Linked DNA regions of Oryctolagus cuniculus: region 2 is linked to region 1. Evidence: chromatin contacts called from public Micro-C data. All regions are on one chromosome and are shown on one strand. Each heading gives the region's core, a stretch centred on a gene start, on an enhancer-like site or on the middle of the called end of the contact. The rest is flanking DNA. Distances are from core to core; before and after follow the strand shown.

Region 1 (4,079 bases), core at 1,148-3,647:
AGCGGCCCCCTTCCTGTCCCTGAAGAGCTCAGGAATGCCTGATTCCTCACGCAGCCCAGGAATTTGGTTTAAGCTGGTTTCCTACCTGTCTCGTTCTAGATGAGCCATCATCTGATCCGTCTCCCTGGCTCCAGAGGGGATCTCTCCTAAGCCATGTGGGATGATCAGCAATCTTGTCTAGATTTTCAGATCCCTGGGAAGGCAACATTACAAATGTCCCTAGACAGCAGTTCCGTGCCTGCTCGCTAGTGTGGATTAGAAGATCTTCCCGAATCCTGAAACACCAGAGCTGGAGCACTCCTCAGCAATCGTCTAGGATGATCTATGTTGCACAGATGAGGGGACCGAGGCTCAGATCACAGTGGTCAAGTCAGGTCAAGAAGCAAGGGCTCTAAGACCAAGTCAACTACTGGCTCTGACTCGGGCTTTTTCTGTCCTTGGAGGAAATCAAAAGGAGCTGGGATGCCTCTACACTGTGACCCATCGCTCCACAGGTTCTCCCTGTGTCTCCCCCTCCTAGTGCAAGCTAAGCCCTACCCAGCTGACAGTTACCCTGACCTTGGTCATTTCTCTGAGAAGCTTAAGGGAAGATTAGAGAGAGATAAACCTGTGGTGCTCCAAGGGGAGGGGCAGGTGGCAGGTGGCAGGTGCAGCTGGCTCCAGTGGGATCTCTGCACCCACAGGAGAAGCCCCAAGGGGCCATCAGACCCTTCAACCTTCCTGGTTGGCTGAATGAAATGTTTCTGGGAAGCACGGTGTCTTGGCCTGCTGGGGCCTGTCTGGCTGGGTGTGGGCAGCGATGTGGTCCTGCCTGTTAGCATGCGGACAATGTCCAGAGAAGCTGAGCTGTGGCCATGAGAGCAAACCAAATCACTCACAGCAGGATGTTGGTTTGGAGCTTTCTTGGAAAGACCTGGAAAGTTGGGTTTATTTTGTGATTCTTAAGAAAACAAAATAAATTGAAATCCGTGCCCCTCACCGCCTCATTGAAGGTGAGCTTATTTATACGCAGCTTCCTTCATTCTTTCTGCCAAATGACTCACTTGTCCTGGGAGTGGGCCCTGGGCCCATCTGCAGCCGCCCTGGACACCGCGTGCTCTTCCCCCTGGAGGTGGGTCATGGAGACAGGAAGACAGAGAAGCAGGGAGGAGCAGAGAGAGGGGATGGAGAAGCCCATACCCATGTTTTCATGAGCAGCAGGTAGTCAGGTGCAGTCACTAAGAAAACTGACGGGGCAAATTGTTTCCCTACTTTGAGCCACTCTTTCTTTACTTTAAAAGAGGCTTGTAGCCCTAAAATTTACTTTTTTTTTTCTCAAAGATTGACTTATTTGAAAGGCAGAGTTACAGAGAGAGAACGAGAGACACACGGCGATCTTCCATCCGCTGGTTCACTTCCCAGGTGACAACAGTCAGAGCTGGGCCGATTTGAAGCCAGCAGCCAGGAGCTTCTTCTGGGTCTCCCACGCTGGTGCAGGGGCCCAAGGACTTGGGCCATCTTGTGCTGCTTTCCCAGGCGCATTAGCAGGGAGCTGGGCTGGAAATGGAGCAGCTGGGTGCCCACAGGTCACAGGTAGCAGATTTACCCCCTCCCCACAACCCCAGCCCCTAATTTAGACATTTTATTATTTATTCACCCAACATTGTTTTAGCATGAAAACTTGTTTGCACGAAATCTTTGCACCTCTCCCCTGAAAGAGGCCATTTAAAAACCGGTGGTCCTCGGGCATCAGTGAGCTCAGGCTGCAACCGGAAGCCCTCTTCCAGAGCCCCAGGGCTGCCTGAACTCAAAGCTGGGCTTCCCGGCCGCGACATCTCCGCAGAACTCCGGTGGGTGGGGACAGGACCCAGGCTTGGGAGGACAGAGGCTTCCCGCCCTGGCCAGAGGACGACGCGGAGGGGTGGCACGAGAGGACGGCGCCTCGAATCCGCTAGGTCGGCGACAGCCGGGCGGGGAGCAGGGCGCCGGTCTCCACTGCGCTCCTCTGCCCGGGCGCTCGTTGCAGTGGAGTTGGTGAGGATCACCGCTCGCCGGACCTGCACTGTGCGTGTAAGGAGTTGACAAGAGTGGTTCCGATCGACAAGGTTCGGTTTCATTCGTCTCCAGAAGGCAAAGCCAGGTTCAGGGGCGCGCAGGAGTGGCCGGAGCCGTCCGGGGCGTCGCGGGCCCCGCCCCCGTCCCAGGCCGGCCGCGCTCCGGGCGCGCCCCCGCCCCCTTCCCGCCTCTCCCCGCCCCGGGCCCGCGCGCCGGCCGGGTGATGTCAGCCCGAGGAGGAGCCGCCCGCCCCGCGACCCGCCCGCGCTAATTAGCATGGAGCGGCGCCGCGGGCCGCCCCCGCCGCGCCCGCCCGCCCCCGGCCGCCCGCCCGCGGCGCCCACAACTTTTGAGGCGGGGAGCGCGCTCGCAGCCCCACTTCGCTGACTTCCCGGCCCCGCGTCCCTCGCGCCCGCGGCCGCCCCGCGCTCGCCCCGCGCGCCGGGCATGTGAGCGCGGGCGGCGCCGCCACCATGGCCTCGCCGCGCGCTTCGCGGTGGCCGCCGCCGCTCCTGCTGCTGCTGCTGCTGCCGGCGCCGCTGCTGCTGCTGCTGCCGGCGGTTCCCGGGACGCGGGGCCAGCCGCCCTCCCCGGCGCTCGGCGCGCCCCTCCCCGGCGCGGGGCTGGCTCGGGCCCCCGAGAGCGGCCCGGAGCGGGAGCCGGAGCGCCGTGGGCCCGCGCCCCCAGACCCCAGCCAGGCGGCCCCCGGGCCGGGCGCCGCGACACGGCGGGGACGCCCCGGTCTGGCCCCCCAAGGCGCGAGCGCGGGTGAGTGAGAGGCGGGGTGCGGCGCGAGCCTCGAGCCGGGGGCGTGGGCGCGCCCCCAGCCCTAGGCCCCTGGGCGCCGCGCGACCCGGGTTGGGGGCTCCGCTTCCGCGGCGTGCGTGGGACCCCGAGGCTGGGAGGGAGGGAGGGAGGCTTCTGCAGGTGGCTGCACCGGGGCTGGGACCATCCCTTCGCTCCCCACCTCCTGGAGGAAAACTCATCTCCGTGGGGTGCCCCTCCTCCGCCCCCTCCCGCTGCGAGGCGAAAGGAAGGGGCGGAGGACGGACCCTCCCGGCCCCGGCCCGCTTCGGGGCTCACGTCCGGCCGCCGGCCCGGTGCCGTTCTTTTTTTCCCTGTAGACGCGGAGCTGGCCTCTGCAGGTACAGAGCTCAACTTTCAAACCCGAGTAACGGATTTTTAATTGAAGGGTTCCACCTCAGAGGATATTGTCCAGGACAAAGGATGTGATTCAAAAGCCTACGCTCCACTAGTTCCAGTCTAAAGCCGGGGCGCGCCGGCGGGGGTGGGGGGTGCGCAACTCGGGACCCTCTCTCTGTTTACCCAGGGAGCCGCTGCTCCACGCACCGCCCCCGCCCGCCGCATCCCTGCTACCTTGGTGCCCAGGTCCTTCCTTTGGTCTGGAAGATCTGGCTGGAATTCCAGCCCTAGTGGAATTCTTAGTGTCCCTTCGAAGTTTCCTCTTTTGATCTCAGTTTCTCCGTCTGCGAAATGGAAGTAATGATCCCCACGCCTCTTAGCGATGATGTGATAAAATGAAAGTAAAAATAACTGGAAAGCGCTTTGAGCAAAGCAACGTGGTGCCCTTGGCGGGTGCCTTCCTGTGTGTGACACTGGGCCTTGCCCCGGGGGTGCCCCGGAGGGGCCGGGTTGCTTGCCACACCGGATGTTGGCGTTCAGGGGCAGCTTTGAGAAATCATTCATTGTAAGTTTCAGGTATCTCATGAGCTTTCTGCTCTGCGGAGTACTTGCTTCATCCAATCTAGAGGTGTGCCCTGGAATCAGATCAGGAGAATGCGTGCTCCTTGGGAATTTCTAACTCACTGGCAGGAGGTTGGGAAACGGAGGCCCGGTGAGAAGGTGGAAGGTCACGCCTTGTTCAAAAGGCCAGCGGGAGCCACATCCCAGAGGGACCTTGACTTTAGGTGACTTCCCACACAGTGTGCGGAGTGTCCGCAGGAAGGGACCGAGGACATAAAAGAAAACATTTCCTGACTTTCTCCGGCTAGATGAGTAACCTAGGAGCGCAGAGAATGGCGTGC
Region 2 (4,079 bases), core at 869-3,368, 120 kb before region 1:
TCATGGTAAAGGAAAAAACTACATATGAATTTCCACTTCTTTAGCACCAAAATAAGCTTATCCTTTTATCCTTTCATTCCATTTTTCCTCGAATGTTCTGAAATACAAGTATATATATATATGTGTGTGTGTGTGTGTGTGTGTGTACACATATACATGAATACACACACACACAGAGAGAAGGAGAGACAGAGAGGTCTTCCATCTGCTGGTTCACTCTCTAAATGACCACAACAGCCAGGACTAAGCCTGGCTGAAGCCAGGAGCCAGGAGCTTCTTCCAGGTTTCCCACAGGGGTGCAGGGGCCCAGGGACTTGAGCCAACTTTTGCTGCTTTGCCAGGCACATTAGCAGTGAGATGGATCAGAAGTAGAGCAGCCGGGATTCGAATGGGTGCCCATGTGGCATGCTGGCACTGCTTTAATCTGCTGGGCCACAGCACTGGCCCCTAAAAACTTTTTAGAAAATATTTCTTTAAGAGACAGAGAGCTCCTATCCACTGGTTCACTCCCTAAATGCCTTAAACAGCTGAGAATGAGCCAGGCCAGAGCCTGGAACTAGGAACCCAGCCCAACTCTGCTGTGTGCGTGTCAGGCACTCAACCAATAGGGCTATCACATGCGTCCTCCCAGGGTACACATTAGCTGAGACCTGCAGTTGGGCACAGAGCCATGACTTAAACTCAGGCCCTCCAGTGTGGGATGCAGGTGTCCCACCCAGCACCCTCACTACTGTGCCACAGGCCTGCCCCTGGTCTGCATCTTAAACACATTGGTGAGTCTTAGGCACGTGCAGATTTGGAGATGGTTGCGTGTGTGTGTGTGTGTGTGTGTGTGTGTGTGTGTGTGTGACTCAGTCTGTGGATGTAAAGGGTTGGCTTCAGCACAGGTGTTGTCACCTGGGTCCAGTGGAGGCCTTTTCCTGTACAGTCATCAGCCAGGCCCTCTGCTGGCCCCTTGGAGTAACCAGCCTTGTTTCTAGTACCACGGTTGGGTTGTAACTCGGAAAGCTGCTTAGACCCCAGATTCTCTCAGAGAAGCCAACAGTGTGGCTGGAGCTTGATGTGCTGGCTTGAGTACACATCGGATTCAACACATCCCGCCCTGGGCTCAGTGGAACTGGGCTGTTGCTGTGTTTTGTTGGGGCCATCGTGTCTCCCATTCAAAGTGGAGCTTCTAAAATAAGTAGTTTTAACACAGGGTCCATGAGCCCCTGAAATTACATGTGAAGTTGTACGTGAGTAAGTGTATTTTTCTAGGAGAGGATCCAGAACCACCTGCCAGAGTCGCAAAGGCCTCCTGGACCCCGAGAGGGGAGAGATGCAGGATCAGAACAGTCAAGAATGACAAGATTTCTCGTCCAGGAAGGCGCTCTGAACTTCTGCAGACCGAGCCAACGGCAAATTGTGATTCTCCCCATTCCTCAAAACATACCTGCTCCCTCCCCTCTCCCCCACCTCGGTCTTCTGTGTGCTTGGCTTGCCTCTCTTTCTCTGCTCTTCCTCTCTCCCTAATCTCTTTGTCTCTCGCTGCCTCTCTGCCCCCAACTTGCTGGCTCGTCTCCCTCCTCACTGTCTAGTCCCTTCCCTCCCTCGCTCCTTCTCCCTTACCGACCTGAACTGAAAAAGAAGCTAAGTGTGTTCTTTTACTCTTCGACCCAGACAATAACATTTTGTGCTGGTGGCTCTTGTCTTTAAAATTGAGTTGTACAGGGACTGTGTCTCTGGCCGAGGGGGACAGTAATACTTGGGATGCCCTGGCTGTTTGGATCCCGCCTTGTTAGTTTTCTCTGTGCCGCCACGGCCCCGACTCCTCCCTGCAAGGGGAGGGCTGGGAGCAAGCCTCATTCTTGCGGTGAGTTTGATTCTGATGAAGCAAGGATGTCTCAAGAGAACCCTGCGCCCCTGACTCTAGGTCCCCACCCCGCCACTGGTGTCCCCATTGGATTATGTTCATTTACTAGCATTGGCTCTGGGGACCAGAGAAAGGAACCACAGGCTGAGAAGGCCTTGGGATCCCTGAAACCTGCAGTGACCTGAGAGCTAGCGTTGCTGGGCTTCTGCCCTGGGTCAGCTCCAGCGCTGTGAGCAGCAGGGGATTGGCTGGCCAGCCCTCCTGGCCAGTGTTCGGGCTGGATGCCTGACGCATGAAATCACTGGCTTGGGAGGGCCCTTTCACGCTCCTGAGCCCCAAGCAGCCGCGAGTTCAGAGGAAACGGAAGGTGACACCCTGAGGGATGGGCCCACACAGCCTGTCTGAGCCCCCAGCTTCGAGGCCAGCCAGGCTGTCGTTCCTCTCCTCTCACTGCATAGGGGAGGATGTGCTCTGCCTCTGGGGACTGTGCTGAGTGCTCTCTGGGCTCAGGATGGCACGTGGTGGCTTCAGTATCTTGGGGCCACCTCCTGGGTTGGGGGGAATGATGATGAGCCTACGTGGGACAGGAAGGGCAAGGATATGTGTCCTCAGGTCACTCCCATTTCAGTGGGCAGTGAGGTGACTACAGACTACAGACCCGGGGAGCCAGGTGGCCAGCCCAGGCTGTGAGTGGGTGGGGCCCAGCCACCTGTGAATGCCCCCAGGTGGAGTGAGGAGCCTGCTGCAGGTGGAATTGATAGATTGGGAAGTGCTGCCTCCTGGGGGCTGGTGGTGGAAGACACCCCAAACCATAAATTTGAAAATACTTCGGTGAAGACCTGTGGGGGCCTCACCTTGCTTTTCTCCCTGACCTTCACTCCAGGGTCCACATGGGGCCAGCCCCACAGATTCTCGGATTGTGGGGAAAGTGGGAACCTGTCTGCCCCCTGTCAGTTTCTTATCACTCTAGTCCTATACCTTCATGCTCTCTGCAGCAATTTAGAGCTTGCAAGTTTGTGTTCAAGAGTGGACTCTGAAGAAATTGAGGCCTTGGCCACAGGGTCAGCCCCTGCCCCACCATGAGGTGGCCACAGCCCAGGTCAGCCCTGGGCAACGGGGCAGCCTCTAAAACAGCTTGCTGGGGACTGTGTTTGCGGAGGAATGGCCAGGCCCTGTAGAAAGTTGGCGAGCAGCTATAACTGCTGGCCCAGTTTGAAAGATTGCATCATATTTACTTTGGCCGTCAGAGCCATGGCTTTGGAATCAGAACCGTGGGTTGAAATTCCAGCTCAGCTACAACTTGTTGCATGGGCTGGGATGAGTTACTTAACCTCTCTGACCTGTAGTCTTATTTCTGAAAAGCAGGTAATAATGTGTAGTTTGTTAGATGGTCAGAACATAGAATGAGAGGCCTGGTATCATACTTGGCACAAAATAGATGCTTAGTAAATGACTACGGTCCTCATCAGTGTTTATCCTGGAAGAATAAGTCTCCCAAGGCTCCTGGGTTATACTCCAGGGCGGTGCCTCTCAAGCTTCAGGATCTGGGGGTCTTAAAAGGAAGATTCCAGTTTTGCAGGTGGATAGGGGATAAGAGGTAAAAGGAAAGAGCTGAGACTCGGCCAGCGCCACGGCTTACTAGGCTAATCCTCTGCCTTGCGGCACTGGCACACTGGGTTCTAGTCCCGGTCGGGGCGCCAGATTCTGTCCCGGTTGCCTCTCTTCCAGGCCAGCTCTCTGCTGTGGCCAGGGAGTGCAGTGGAGGATGGCCCAAGTGCTTGGGCCCTGCACCTGCATGGGAGACCAGGATAAGCACCTGGCTCCTGCCATCAGATCAGCGCCAGCGCACCGGCCGTGGCGGCCATTGGAGGGTGAACCAACGGCAAAGGAAGACCTTTCTCTCTGTCTCTCTCACTGTCCACTCTGCCTGTCAAAAAATAAATAAATAAATAAAAAAGAGCTGAGACTCAGCAAAATTAATCTAATTTTATTTATTTGAAAGACAAAGAGATCTCCCATCTCCAGATGCAACAGCCAGGGTGGAGTCAGGCCAAGGCCAGGAGCCTGCAACGCAGGTGGCAGGGATCTAAGTCCTTAAACCATCACCTGTTGCCACATTTGCAGGAAGCTGGAAGTGGAGCAAGGATGCAAACCCAGGGACTCCAGTGTGGGACGTGGGTACCCCAAGTGGTGTCTTGACCGATGTGCCGAATGTCCTCCCCCTTTT

What was found. Hi-C and Micro-C count contacts between places; a contact is called where the count stands out from the background.
Region 2: a Micro-C map of ear pinna shows a contact between it and region 1, with 2.7 times the contacts expected there. The contact joins the enhancer-like site here to the promoter of HEG1 in region 1. A contact is called at or near these places in 2 of 6 Hi-C or Micro-C datasets (ear pinna and psoas muscle).

The regions. Positions count from the first base shown.
Region 1 is chr4:81,276,319-81,280,397 of mOryCun1.1, reverse strand. HEG1 (heart development protein with EGF like domains 1) reads left to right here and starts at 2,397. Exons shown (of 17, transcript XM_051859197.2): 1 at 2,397-2,802. The coding sequence starts at 2,508.
Region 2 is chr4:81,393,605-81,397,683 of mOryCun1.1, reverse strand. The region is part of intron 5 of SLC12A8 (solute carrier family 12 member 8); the gene reads left to right. Among named protein-coding and RNA genes, the nearest start is that of SLC12A8, 95 kb to the left of the region's middle. Within about 2 kb of position 2,118, at least 5 of the 8 cell types and tissues checked have an H3K27ac peak or open chromatin away from gene starts, as enhancers often do. A contact at or near this core is called in ear pinna, where this site is marked.